Regions from separate parts of the Pan troglodytes genome. Here region 1 is linked to region 2. A link is a contact called in public Hi-C data. All regions are on one chromosome and are shown on one strand. Each heading gives the region's core, a stretch centred on a gene start, on an enhancer-like site or on the middle of the called end of the contact. The rest is flanking DNA. Distances are from core to core; before and after follow the strand shown.

Evidence for each region. A called contact is a pair of places that touch in the nucleus more often than the background predicts.
Region 1: a Hi-C map of induced pluripotent stem cells shows a contact between it and region 2, with 3 times the contacts expected there. The contact joins the promoter of LGALS2 here to the enhancer-like site in region 2. A contact is called at or near these places in 3 of 7 Hi-C or Micro-C datasets (blood, induced pluripotent stem cells and stem cell-derived neural progenitor cells) and 1 of 1 other capture datasets (stem cell-derived neural stem cells).

The regions. Positions count from the first base shown.
Region 1 is chr23:39,595,024-39,601,822 of NHGRI_mPanTro3-v2.0_pri, forward strand. LGALS2 (galectin 2) reads right to left here and starts at 3,695. Exons shown (of 5, transcript XM_009438352.3): 1 at 3,610-3,695.
Region 2 is chr23:39,556,620-39,563,568 of NHGRI_mPanTro3-v2.0_pri, forward strand. No RefSeq gene overlaps it. Among named protein-coding and RNA genes, the nearest start is that of CDC42EP1, 14 kb to the right of the region's middle. Within about 2 kb of position 3,137, at least 14 of the 24 cell types and tissues checked have an H3K27ac peak or open chromatin away from gene starts, as enhancers often do. A contact at or near this core is called in induced pluripotent stem cells, stem cell-derived neural progenitor cells and stem cell-derived neural stem cells, where this site is marked.

The DNA of each region.
Region 1 (6,799 bases), core at 2,445-4,944, 39 kb after region 2:
GAGATAAGGAATTTTAAAAGGCTTTCTCCCTGGAAACTAATCAACAGAAACTATACCTTTTAAAGGTGGCATTTTTCTGATTATAATAATAATATTATCCACTATAGGAGGTTCCAGAAAGTACACACACTAAAAGGAACTTAAAGTTCACTTGTTTTAAAAGAATGTTCAAAAGCAGGGGAAAATGACCATGCATATCATTTACGTACTTTGCTGCGTATATATTTTATACCAATGAAAGATTTAAAAAAAGAAAAAAGAATGGCTGGGCATGGTGGCTCACCCCTGTAATCCCAGCACTTTGGGAAGCTGAGGTGGGTGGATCGCTTGAGTCCAGGAGTTCGAGACCAGCCTGGGCCACATAGTGAGACCCTATCTCTACTAAAAATTTTTTTTTAATTAGCCAGGCATGGTGGCACATGCCAGTAGTCCCAGCTACTCAGGAGTCTGAGGTAAGAGAATCACTTGAGCCCTGGAGATCCAGGCTGCAGTGAGCCATGATTGTGCCACTGCACTCCAGCCTGGGTGACAGTGACGGACCCTGTCTCAAAGGAAAAAGAAAAAGAACAGAAATTCCAATACTCACATCTGTAACCTTGTCCCCTTAACAATGGCTACCTTCTGAAGGGCATTCTGCACTTTGCAAACCACTTTCTTCAGCCCTCATCGTTATAAGCTCATAGTACATTCTCAAGGGAACCTCTGTTCTCACCCCATTTTTCAGGTGGGGAATTAGGGATCCCAGGACTCACGCAACTAGAAAGTAGCAGAACTTGCTGTCTAGCAACCAATCCCTTGCTCAGGCACCTGCCAAAGTGTGTGGCACTGCCCTCACTTAGCAAAAAGAGCATTTGACCTCCAGTGTGACCTTGAGCCCTCTGTGCGGTGGCCGCCTCTGAGATGGCCCCAGTGATCCCCAGCTCCTGGTAATCACACACTTGCCTAATCAGCTCCCTTGAGCATGGCTGGACACAGGACTTGCTTCTAACTAAAAGAATACTAGAATGTGGCAAAAGTCATGGGATGTCACTTCCAAGGTTAGGTTACAAAAAAACTGTTGTCTTGCTGTCTCTCTCGCCCTCTGCTCTGCTCTTGCCCTGGGGAAGAAGCAATGAAACCACCTTGCGAGTAGCTCTATGGAGAGGCCCATGTGCCAAGGAACTGACGTCTCCAGCCAACCACCAATGAAGACCGGGACCTGCCAACAGCCACATGAGTGAACTTGACATTGGAGCTTACCCCACGCCAGCCTGGAGACAACTTGTGCAGCCGACACCCTGACTGCAGCCTTCTGAGACCCGGAGCCAGAGGCTCTCAGCTAAACCCCACCTGGATTCCTGCCCCAAAGAAACCATGAGAAACGTGTTTCTTATTTTAAGTCCCTACATTTTGGGTTAATTTATTACGCAGTGATAGATAACTAATATACCTTGCCAAGCAATTGTTATTGGAAGGCTGGTAGGCGGAATAATATTCCTGAAGGCCTCCCTCCTGGCTAAAGAATCTTTGGTCCATAGATGTCCACAGACATTCTATAATACTATACTGAATTTTTTTTTTCTTGAGATGGAGTCTTGCTCTTGTCGCCCAGGCTGGAGTGTAATGGCGCGATCTCAGTTCACTGCAACCTCCACCTCCCAGGTTCAAGTGATTCTCCTGCCTCAGCCTCCCAAGTACCTGGGATTACAGGCACCCACGACCATGCCCAGCTAATTTTTGTATTTTTAGTAGAGGCAGCATTTCACCATGTTGGCCAGGCTGGTCTCAAACTCCTGACCTCAGGTGATCCGCCTGCCTCAGCCTCCCAAAGTGCTAGGATTACGGGTGTGAGACACCACGCCTGGCTACAAAAGATACTTTTAAATTAGCTTGGCACGGTGGAGCACAAATGTAGTCCCAGCTACGGGAGAGGCTGAGGTGGGAGGTTCGCCTGAACCCAGGAGGTCAAGGCTGCAGTCAGCCATGGTCACACCACTGCACTACAGTCTGGGTGACAGAGTAAGACCTTGGTCTCAAAAAATATGTATATATTTTCTCTTCAACCTAAAAGTTTATTTTTTTCTGATTGTACAAGAAATTAAAACATTTTAGGCTGGGCGCAGTGGCTCACGCCTGTAATCCTAGCACTTTGGGAGGCCGAGGCAGGTGGATCACCTGAGGTCAGGAGTTCAAGACCAGCCCAACCAATATGGTGAAACCCCATCTCTACTAAAAATACAAAAACTAGCCTGGTGTGGTGGTGTGCGCCTGGAGTCCAAGGTACTCGGGAGGCTAAGACGGAAGAATCGCTTGAACCCAGGAGACGGAGGTTACAGTGAGCTGAGATAGTGCCACTGCACTCCAGCCTGTGCAACAGAGCAAGAGTCCATCTCAAAAAAAAAAGAAAGAAAGAAAAGAAATGAAAACATTTTGGTGTCATGGGCCTGAGGCATCATGCCTGCTGAGCCTGGTGGTGCACACAGCTTCCCACGGGGCTCCTGCTATTGGGAGACTTTGGTCCTGACATCCCTGAGACCCCTACTGTGTCCTCTGCCGTCCTCCTCCCAAAGAACAAACAGATCAACACCCCGGCAATATCCATTTTAACTCTTGCTTCCCTCTCTGCCGAGCCCTCCCCAGCAGCACACAGAGGGACCGGGAAGACCCTCAGGTACTGGTGGGGTGTGGGAAACACAGAGCTTTCAGCAACAGATAGATAATGTCCAGTCCCGGCTCTGTCACCTACAAGCTAAGTGGTCATGACAGGTTGCTTCAAGCCTCGTTTCTTCATCTGTGAAAGGGAGCTAACAGCACCTTCGTCCCAGGGTGGTTGTGAGAATTTTTTTTAATTTTATTTTATTTTATTTATTTATTTATTTTTTTGAGATGGAGTCTCGCTCTGTCACCCAGGCTGGAGTGCAGTGGCGCGATCTTGGATCACTGCAAGCTCCTCCTCCCGGGTTCTCGCCATTCTCCTGCCTCAGCCTCCCAAGTGGCTGGGACTACAGGTGCCTGCCACCATGCCCGACTAATTTTTTTGTATTTTTAGTAGAGACGGGGTTTCACCGTGTTAGCCAGGGTGGTCTCGATCTCCTGACCTCATGATCTACCCGCCTCGGCCTCCCACAGGGCTGGGATTACAGGTGTGAGCCACTTGCCCAGCCTTAATTTCAATTTAAAAAGTTAACCTATGGGCTGGGCGCGATGGCTCACACCTGTAATCCCAGCTACTCAGGAGGCTGAGGCAGGAGAATTGCTTGAAACTGGGAGGTGGAGGTTGCAGTGAGCCGAGATGATGCCATTGCATTCCAGCCTGGGCGACAGAGCAAGACTCCCAACTAAAATAAATAAATAAATTATATATATGACCATCAGGTCTCCAGGATGTTTAGGCTGCCTGAGGGGGGGTCCCCTGCTCCCGCAGCTCATGAGCTGACCGTCCCTCCTTCAGGGGACTTCCACAGAGCTCTCGCCTCATCCAGCCCAGGGATCTTCCTGTTTAACTTGATGGCCAGGTCCGGGGCCCCTCTCTACACAGCAGCCGCTGGCCATTTCTGGCCACCCATCCCCAGCTAGTGTCCCTCCAGGACAACCCAGGTCCCCTGGAGCTCTGGGGTCTTCCCATCTCACCTGGAATCAGGGTGGGGTCTTGAAGGAGGAAGGAATTTGGAGACTTAGCGGGGAGTGGGCCGAAGCCACCGAGCTTTCTCCCTTTCTCCACTCCTGCCCCCAGTCTTTCCACCAACCACTGGTTCTTTTTAAGATGTAAATGACAACATTCCACTCTCCTGCTTTAAATCCTCCAGGTTTCTCCTTGCACTTACAGCAAAATCCAAACTCCCCTCTCAGCTAACCAGCCCCACACGATCGGGTTTGGTCCACCTCTTAGCCCCGTCTCACGCCACCTGCCCCCTGGCCACACTGACATCTCTATCCCTTGAATTCACCAGGCTCATTCTAGTCTCATGCCTTATGTCCTTGCTGTTCCTTCCACCTGGAATTCTTCCTCAGCTCTTGGCTGGATTGAGCTCCTTATCATGTCAGTTTTAACTCAAAAGGGGGATGGATGGACAGTCGGATGGATGGATGGGTGCTATGATACTATTATTACATAAAATAGGTTTTTCCCATGGTTTCTAACTCATAACTCTCACAGCCTTTGTTAGTCTTTTGTTATAATGTTGGGGTGCTTTAGGCCTCAGGAACAGGCCTCAGAAAACAGAATCTCTCTCTGACCTTTGGCTGTCCTTCCTTACCTGCTCCTTTCTCTCCTCGAGGTAGGAATCTCCCCCTGCCTTTCTTTCTTAGAACAGAAATTCTGGCCAGGCACAGTGGCTCACACCTGTAGTCCCAGCACTTTGGGAGGTTGAGGCAGGCGAATCACTTGAGGTCAGGAGTTCGAGACCAGCCTGGCCAACATGGCGAAACCCTGTCTCTACTAAAAATACAAAATAATTAGCAGGGCGCGGTGATGCGCACCTGTAATCCCAGCTACTCGGGAGGCTGAGGCAGGAGAATCGCTTGAACCTGGGAGGCTGCAGTGAGCCGAGATCGCACCATTGCACTCCAGCCTGGGCAACAAGAGAAATTCTTCCTTAAAGAAATTCTTCCTTAAAGAAATTCCCTGGCAGGGCGTGGTGGCTCACGCCTGTAATCCCAGCACTTTGGGAGGCCGAGGCAGGCGGATCACCTGAGGTCGGGATTTCGAAACCAGCCTGACCAACAAGGAGAAACCCCATCTCTACTAAAAATATAAAATTAGCCAGGCGTAGTGGTGCATGCTTGTAATCCCAGCTGCTCGGGAAGCTGAGGCAGGAGAATTTCTGGAACCCAGGAGGCGGAGATTGCAGTGAGCCGAGATCGCACCATTGCACTCCAGCCTGGGCAACAAGAGCAAAACTCCGTCTCAAAAAAAAAAAAAAAAAAGAAATTCCCTGACCTACCTTGTCATAAGACCCTCATTTCAGAAGGGGTCCTGCTCCATCCCTTGGAGTAAGAAATGCTGCACAGAGAGGCCAAGAAGAATCTGAACAGACGGGCCTTGCGGGGGTTCCACGCTTCGTCTAGTAATATTAGATCAGATCCTTTTTGCCCATTCACAGTTCTACACAGAGGTCAATCATGCCGGCATAATAAAGTCCCCATAAAAGGCCCCAGGGGATTGGGTTTGGGCAGCTTCTGAGATAGCTGAACACATGGCTGTCCTGAAGGATGGTGCTCCCAGGTGGGAGGGGAAGCTCTGCATCTCTTCCCCATAACCCGCCCTAAACATCTCTTCATCTGTATGTTTTATAACATCCTTTATAATAGACCAGTACACACAAATGTTTCCCTGACTTCTGTGAGCACTCTAACAAATTAACTGAACCCAAAGAGGGGTCGTGGGATCCCCAACTTGAAGTCCAGAGGCTCAGACTTGCAACCGGTGTGGAGGGAGAGGGGAGTCAGGGAGAGGGAGCTCAGGAGTTCGAGACCAGCCTGGCCAACATGGTGAAATCCTGTCTCTACTAAAAATACAAAAATTAGCCAAGCGTGGTGGCACACACCTGTAAGCCCAGCTACTCTGGAAGCTGAGAAAGGAGAATTGCTTGAATCCAGGAGGTTGCAGTGAGCCGAGATTGTGCCACTGTACTCCAGCCTGGGTGACAGAGTGAAACTCTGCCTCAAAAAAGGAGAAAAAAGAGGCCTGGCGTGGTGGCCCACACCTGTAATCCCAGCACTTTGGGAGGTTGAGGTGGGTGGCTTACCTGAGGTCAGGAGTTCGAGACCAGCCTGGCCAACATAGAGAAACCCCATCTCTACTAAAAATACAAAAATTAGCTGGGCGTGGTGGTGTGCACCTGTAATCCCAGCTACTCGGGAGGCTGAGGCAGGAGAATCACTTGAACCTGGGAGGCAGCGGCTGCAGTGAGCCGAGATCGGGCCATTGCACTCCAGCCTGGGCAATAGAGTGAGACTGCATCTCAAAAAAAAGAAAAGAAAAAGAAAAAAGATGCATGGTTAAGTGGGTGGATGGGTGAGGAGGTGGAGGGAGGGGTGGGTGCGTGGATGGTGGATCAGCAGGAGGAATTGCTCATCATAGAGCCCCAAAGGGTGGGTATCTTCAGGGCCCCAATCTGGTGTAGCACGGCCCCTCCCTCCATCCCTCCTGCCCCCTCCCTGGCTTATCATCCCAGCCTTTTGAACCAGGAAGCCTCCGTCTCAGGGCCACGCCAACTTATGCACATGTGGTGCTGGGTGGATTTACAGAAAAGATCATCAGGTTCTGTGTCCACCTTCTTATAAGTGGCAAGAAGATTTTCCATCTCTGTGTCTTTAGAAATTGAAGATGTAAACCAAGCTGCTTCTGTGACTTGGGTGGTCCTTGAGTGCTCTTCCTCAGAGAGAGGTGACCTGAGTCCTGAGCGCAGTTCCTTCTCCCTGGCCCAGGCCACACAGTCTTTCCATGGATAGTGGAGCCTTTTTTTTTTTTTTTGAGACAGAGTCTCGCTCTGTTGCCCAGGCTGGACTGCAGTGGTGCAATCTCGGCTCACTGCGACCTCCACCTTCCAGGTTCAAGTGATTCTCCTGCTTCAGCCTCCCAAGTAGCTGGGATTATAGGCACCCGCCATCACGCCCGACTAATTTTTGTATTTGTAGTAGAGACGAGGTTTCACCATGTTGGCCAGGCTTTTCCTGAACTCCTGACCGCAGGTGATCCGCCTGCCTTGGCTTCCCAAGGTGCTGGGATTACAGGCGTGAGCCACAGCGCCTGACCTGAGCCTTCTGCAGCTTAATCACCCAGTCACAGCTGTCCATGCGGGCGGGTACCTGGGGATGG
Region 2 (6,949 bases), core at 1,887-4,386:
GGAGGCCGAGGTGGGTGGATCACCTGAGGTTGGGAGTTCGAGACCAGCCTGACCAACGTGGAGAAACCCCGTCTCTACTAAAAATACAAAATTAGCTGGGCGTGGTGGCACATGCCTGTAATCCCAGCTACTAGGGAGGCTGAGGCAGGAGAATTGCTTGAACCTGGGAGGCGGAGGTTGCAGTGAGCCGAGATCACACCACTGCACTCCAGCCTGGGCAACAAGAGCGAAACTCCATCTCAAAAAAATAAAATAAAATAAAATAAAATAAAAAATTAAAAAAAAACACAAAAAATTAGCCAGGCGTGGTGGCAGATGCCTGTAGTCCCAGCTACTCAGGAGGCTGAGGCAGGAGAATGCCATGAACCCGGGAGGTGGAGCTTGCAGTGAGCCGAGATTGCACCACTGCACTCCAGACGGGGAGAGAGAGCGAGACTCCATCTCAAAAAAAAAAAAAAAAAAAAAAAACTGGCTGGGCGTTGTGGTGCATACCTGTAATCCCAGCTACTCGGGAGGCTGAGGCAGGAGAATCACTTGAACCCGGGAGGCAGAGGTTGCGATGAGCCGAGATAGCACGATTGCGCTCCAGCCTGAGCCAACAAGAGTGAAACTTTGTCTCAAAAGAAGGAAAGAAAGAAAGAAAGGAAGGAAGGAAAGAGACAGAAGGAAGGAAGGAAGGAAGGAAGGAAGGGAGGGAGGGAGGGAGGGAGGGAGGGAGGGAGGAAGGGAGGAAGGAGGAAAGAAGGAAAGAAAAGAAGGAAAGAAAGACTCACTTCCCAAGGAGAAACCATTTGGGTGAGTCCTTGTCATCAGAGAGGAATGCTCCCCATACCTGCCTGGTAGAAGGCTCAGGCCTGGGGCCTCCTTATAAATCCCAAGACCTGTCCCACCCAGACCTGCCCAGTCAGAGACTTGGAGGAGGGGAGCTGATATTTTGGGTTTATTCGTTTTTGTTTTTGTTTTTGAGGCAGAGACTCGCTCTGTCGCCCAGGCTGGAGTGCACTGGTGCAATCTGGGCTCCCTGCAACCTCCACCTCCCGAGTTCAAGCCATTCTCCTGCCTCTGCCTCCCGAGTAGCTGGGACTACAGGCGCACCACCACATCTGGATTTTTTTTTTTAATAGAGACAGGGTTTCACCATGTTGGCCAGGCTAGTCTCAAACTCCTGACCTCAGGAGATCCACCCCCCAACCGTCGGCCTCTCAAAGTGCTGGGATTACAGGCATGAGCCACCGCGCCCGGCCAGAAGCTGATGTTTTGAACCACAGCCCCAGGGAGTTTCTTGGATCAGGCAAGTCTGGGAATCCTAGAGGCTGCGTATCAGGTCCTTCTTTGAAGACTCTTCTGGTGAAACACCTTCCGCCCACCTGTCAACATGTCCTTGGGGTAAAGCCAACTTTCTCTTCCTCTCAAGTAATAATAATGCTTCCTAACTAGAATTGGGCGCACACTAGTGCCAGGTGCTTTCTAAAATATAAATTAATTAATTTCATCCACCAATAGCTCTCTGGGGCAATTATTTTTAGCTCCATCTTACAGAGGGGGAAACTGAGGCCAGGGGCGTTCATAACTCACCCAAGGTTACACAGCTGGAAATTTGGAAGAGCCAAGACTCTCTTCCCCACCACAGAACAGCCTGTGCAAGCCGCCCCAGTGCCCCAGTCAAGCGCCTGGAGGCACCGACCCAGAGCGGGTCTCACAAGGCTGAAAACCTGGGGTCTTCCCAGGGCAGTAGGGCGGCTTCATGGAACTAGAGGCTGTAGTCCCAGTCCCAGTCCCCAGGCCCTTCCCCTCGCCAAGTCTGCATAGCCACATCAAATTGTGGTGGTTCCTTTACCAGGCTCCCCTCTGCCTTCCTGCCTGGGGCAAAAGAGGGCGCTCCAGAGCCACAGAAAGTCCACTGGGACAAATGACCTCATCCTTCCACCACAGCCCTCCACTCCCTAAAACCTCCCCTCCTTCCCTCACCTGTGCCTTTCTCCAACCCTATCATGTCACTAGCACTTCTCTAGAACTGCCATGCCTTTGGCCAGGTTGTTTCCTGGGCCAGGCACACTCTTTCCCAATTTTAGGCTTCTATATTGAGAGGGTGGCCTCCTTCCTCCAGGAAGCCCTCCCTGGCTGCCTCCTCTGAGCTAGCTAGCTCCAATGTGCCCCCACGGCCTCTGGGGGATGACTGCCCCAAGCATCAACCATGTTGTGCCCTAAGGGGCTGGGGTCCGGGAGGGGAGACGAGGACAGGGGTCACCTACCTCCTTTTGGGTTAGGTGAGGGAGGGTGTGGGGGATGGGGCAGGCCTCCCTCTGCCTGGCCTCTTCTGGACCAGCGACCCTGACCCTCAGGCCCTCGGTCAATACCCATTGGGCAACCACAGGATCGATCGGCTGGGGCTGCCTGGAGGGGGAGGTAGGCAGGGTTGTTTGCTTCCCCAGGGGCACCTTTGGCCAGCCCCACCCCTCCGTGGAGGTCTCCCCTGCCGGTCTCAGCCTCTTGACGTCCTCACCCCTCCTCTGGGATTGTGCAGGCAGCAGGGGCGAAAAAGAGGGAGGCAGCAGCAGATGGGGGCTGACCCGGGAGCTGGCTCAACGCCCTGCCCTAGGGATGGAGAGACTGAGGCCGCCAGAGCCTGGTCAAGCCAGAGCTGAAGCCTCCGGCCCCAGCGGGACGGGAAGGAATCTGGTCTCCTCCTTCCTGGCTCCCTCAGCCCCGCCCCCATCAGAGCTGGGGAGGCCCCGGGATGGGAGGAGAGGACTGGGGCGGGGCACCCAGACTTGGAGTGGGGCCTGGAGCCCGGGATGCTTCCTGCGGACCTTCAACTCCCACATTCCAGGCTGTTCCCAAGACTCCTCGCTCCTCCTCCCTTCTCTACCCATCCCGTGTTGCGGGCGGGGGCGCGGGTGTTAGTGGCCCGGGTCTGAGCTAGCTGCCTGGGGCCTGTGGGGGTACTCGGGGGCCCCTCCTAGGGAGGGATTAGATCTACACTAGAGGGGCTGCCCTGGAGGCCTGTCCAAGCACCACCCAAGGGTACTTGTGATTGTCGTAAACAGGAAGCCCCCCTTTCCCCACCGCACCATGTAGACAGGCCCTGTGTGTCCAGACGCTGGGCTCTGGAGGCCGGGGGCTCTTGACCTCCCCGGCTGCGTTTCCTGTTAGCTGAGCCAGAGGAGAAAGAAGGGGACTGAAATGGGCTGGACAGGGGAGGTGCCTGAGGGAGTGAGAGCAGAAGGGGAAAGAGCGGAGGAGTGAAAGGCCAGAGCCGCCTGGCACACAGTAGGTGCTCAATAGTCTGTGGCCTGAGGTTGGGTAAGAAGGGAGGGGCCCCTCTGAGGAGAGCCATACAGTTGCAGGGAAGAGTGGAGGATTCACCCCACTGCCGCCAAGGCCTGGCACATAGTAGGTGCTCAGGAAATATTTGAGATCCATGTTTAGAGTAGGCCGGGAGGAGGCGTTCTTGGAAGAGAGCAGTGTTTCTGGAGGAGAAAATGAGGCCACCCCGGCCTTGCAGCCCGCTGCGGGCTCAGCATTCCCCCACCGTCCCTGTCTGGCCCCCGCCCCGCCCCGTGGCTGCCTGGGCCAGGCCACTGTCTCAAGGCCCTTTATTTTTAAAATCCCTGCGGTGTTCCTGCCCCAAGACTAAGGAGCAGTGCCAGCCAACAGCTCAGCCTGCGGCCTGGGCTCAGGGCCTAAAGGCGCCAGGGGTGGGGCATCCGGCCACCCCACAGCTGCTGGCCCAGCCGGCCTGCCTGAGCAGGGTGAGGAGGCCCCTGGAATGCCCCCACCCTGGGCCCGAGGCATTAGTCCTTAGTCCCTGGTGAAGGGACAGAGGCCCACAAGGGTGGCAGGCAGGCTTTGCATGTTGAATATAGCAGCTTGTTCCTCCCACATCTTCCAAACAAATACGGGCACAGCACCTACTGTGTGTAAGGAGGAGGCGCGAGCTGGACCTCGTGGGGTGACAAAGGGGTGAGACATGCTTTCTCTTTTCCAGGGAGTCAGGGCCTGCAGAGGAAACAGGCATCGCAGTTGTGGGCATTTCTTGAAAGAGCCACGGACTGGAATCTAAGAGGCCTCTGGGCCCCAGTCCTGGCTCCATCCCTTCCCAGCTGTGTGGACTTGGGCAAGGCATTTGGTCTCTCTAAGCTTCTCTACAAAGGAAAACAATCACAGCTACCATGGAAGGCTGCTGTCTGTCACTAGACACAGCGATGAGCAACGCAGTCACCATCCCTGCCCTCACGGAGGTTAATGTCATGGGGGAAGGTGGTCCCCTGAACAAGGTCATGGCAGTCACCAGAGGCACAGAGCAGCAGCACGGAAGGGAGGGTGCTGGGGGGCAGGGGTGGGAGAGAACTTAATTTATGTGTTTTGGTTTTTTGAGACAGAGTTTTCGCTTTTTCTGCCCAGGCTGGAGGCAATGGCATAATTTCAGCTACCGCAACCTCCACCTCCCGGGTTCAAGTGATTCTCCTGCCTCAGCCTCCCGAGTAGCTGGGATTACAGGCACACACCACCACACCCGGCTGACTTTTGTGTTTTTAGTAGAGACAGGGTTTCACCATGTGGGCCAGCCTGGTCTCGAACTCCTGACCTCAGGCGATCTGCCCACCTCAGCCTCCCAAAGTGTTGGGATTACAGGCATGAGCCACCACGCCCAGCCAAGAACTTAGTTTAGATCCCTGGTCCCGTAGGCCCCTGAGGAGGGGACGTTTGAGCCGAGCAGAAAACAGCCTCTCACTTATCTGGGAAAAGAGTATTCTCTGCAGAAGAAAGAGTATTCTCTGCCAGGGCCCTGAGGCAGCAGGTGACAGGTATAGAAATGAAAGGACTTTGTAAACCCTTGAGGGCTGTGCGCCTGGTGCACAGGAGGTGCTATTATTATTATTATTATTTGTTTTTTTGAGAAGGAATCTCACTCTGTCGCCCAGGCTGGAGTGCAGTGGCGCAATCTCAGCTGCAAGCACCGCCTCCCGGGTTCACGCCATTCTCCTGCCTCAGCCTCCTGAGTAGCTGGGATTACAGGCACCTGCCACCACGCCCGGCTAACTTTTTTGTATTTTTTTAGTAGAAACGGGGTTTTACCATGTTAGCCAGGATGGTCTCGATCTCCTGACCTTGTAATCCACCCACCTCAGCCTCCTAAAGTGCTGGGATTACAGGCGTGAGCCACCACGCCCAGCCTATTATTATTTGTTGTTTTTTTTTTTTTTTTGAGACGGAATCTCGCTCTGTCGCCCAGGTTGGAGTGCAGTGGTGCAATCTCAGCTCACTGCAACCTCTGCCTCCCAGGTTCAAGCAATTCTTCTGTCACAGCCTTCAGAGTAGCTGGGATTACAGGTAAGCACCACCACGCCCGACTAATTTTTGTATTTTTAGTAAAGACGGGGTTTCACCATGTTGGCCAGGCTGGTCTCTAACTCCTGACTTTGTGATCCGCCCACCTCGGCCTCCCAAAGTGCTGAGATTACAGGTGTGAGCCACCGCGCCCGGCCAGGAGGTACTATTATTATCAGTGTCACTATGTCAAGCGGGGAGGAGGCAGGGATGTCAGGCAGATCACACCACAGCTAAGAGCTGCCCCTGCCTCCCCTTCCCTTCACTTGCTCCCCTAGAGAATGCCAGGCTGGCCAGCCAGCATGTGTGGGCCTTTGCCCTACAAAGGGAGTTCACTCCGGCCCAACTCGTTTTTGCCTTTGATCCTCCCAACAGCTGTGGAGTAAGGCAGGCAGGGTATATTATCACATATACCCATTTGATGGATGGGGAAACTGAGGTGGGGTGCAGGATGGTGGGGGTGTCTCACTAAGATCACCCAGCTCATTCATGGCAAAGCTGGCCAGGTGTAGTGGCTCATGCCTGTAATCCCAACACTTTGGGAGGCTGAGATGGGAGGATCACTTAAGCCCAGGAGTTCAAGACCAGCCTGGGCAACATAGCAAGCCCACGTCTCTACAATAATTTAAAAAATTAGCCGAGCTGAGCATGGTGGTATGCATCTGTGGTCCTAGCTACTCAGGAAGCTGAGGCGGGAGGATCGCTTGAGCCCAGGAGGTCGAGGCTGCAGTAAGCCATATTCATGCCACTGTACTCCAGCCTGGGCGACAGAGCAAGACCCTGTCTCAAAAAAAAAAAAAAAAAAAAAAAAAAAAAGACCAAGCTGAGCCGTGCAACCAAGTAGCCCAGTTCCCAGGCTAATCCATTTGCTCTGAGGTGGTCCCTTGGGAAGCCATCCTTGACTCCCCCCAAAAAACATTTCCTGCTTCACCCCAGCATCTGTCCCAGCACCCACAAATCAGATGAGCTTCTTTCCAGCACACAGACTCCACCAGGAGGTGCCAGCCACCCCTCAGGCTCCAGCCAGAGAAGAATGTGGCCTGACCCTCCCCGTGGGAGCTCTGGCCAGCAGGCCTTGGCAGAAGCGAGGCCGGCTGAGTCAACAAGAGGCTGGCAGGGGCTCAAGCTGCCCACTGAGGGGGAGTCAGAGACCCAGAGGGGGCTGCCCATTCTCCAACTCTCACTCTCTGCGAGATCCCCCTCCTGCTTGGTAGGCGCCAGCCAGCCTGGTTAACCCCTGCAGACCCAATCGGGGAATGGCCTGGTGAGAATCCACTGTCAATCTCCTTTGGAACAGTGGTGTGGGACTTCAGGTAGGTCGCTTCACCTCTCTGGGCAGTTTTCTTGCCTGTGAGATCCTCCACTTGCCCATGAGGATGTTGTCAGAGTCTTTATGAATTCATAAAGATGACTGCACATAAAACCCTAAACCATCGCGTCCCCTCTCTGCAGCCTGGGAGTGTGAATTTCTGAGTTCAAAGGCAGTGGCTGGGCCGGGCGCCGTGGCTAACGCCTATAATCCCAGCACTTTGGGAGTCCGAGGCGGGCAGATCACCTGAGCTCAGGAGTTTGAGACCACCCTGGGCAACATGGTGAAACTCCATCTCTACTAAAATAC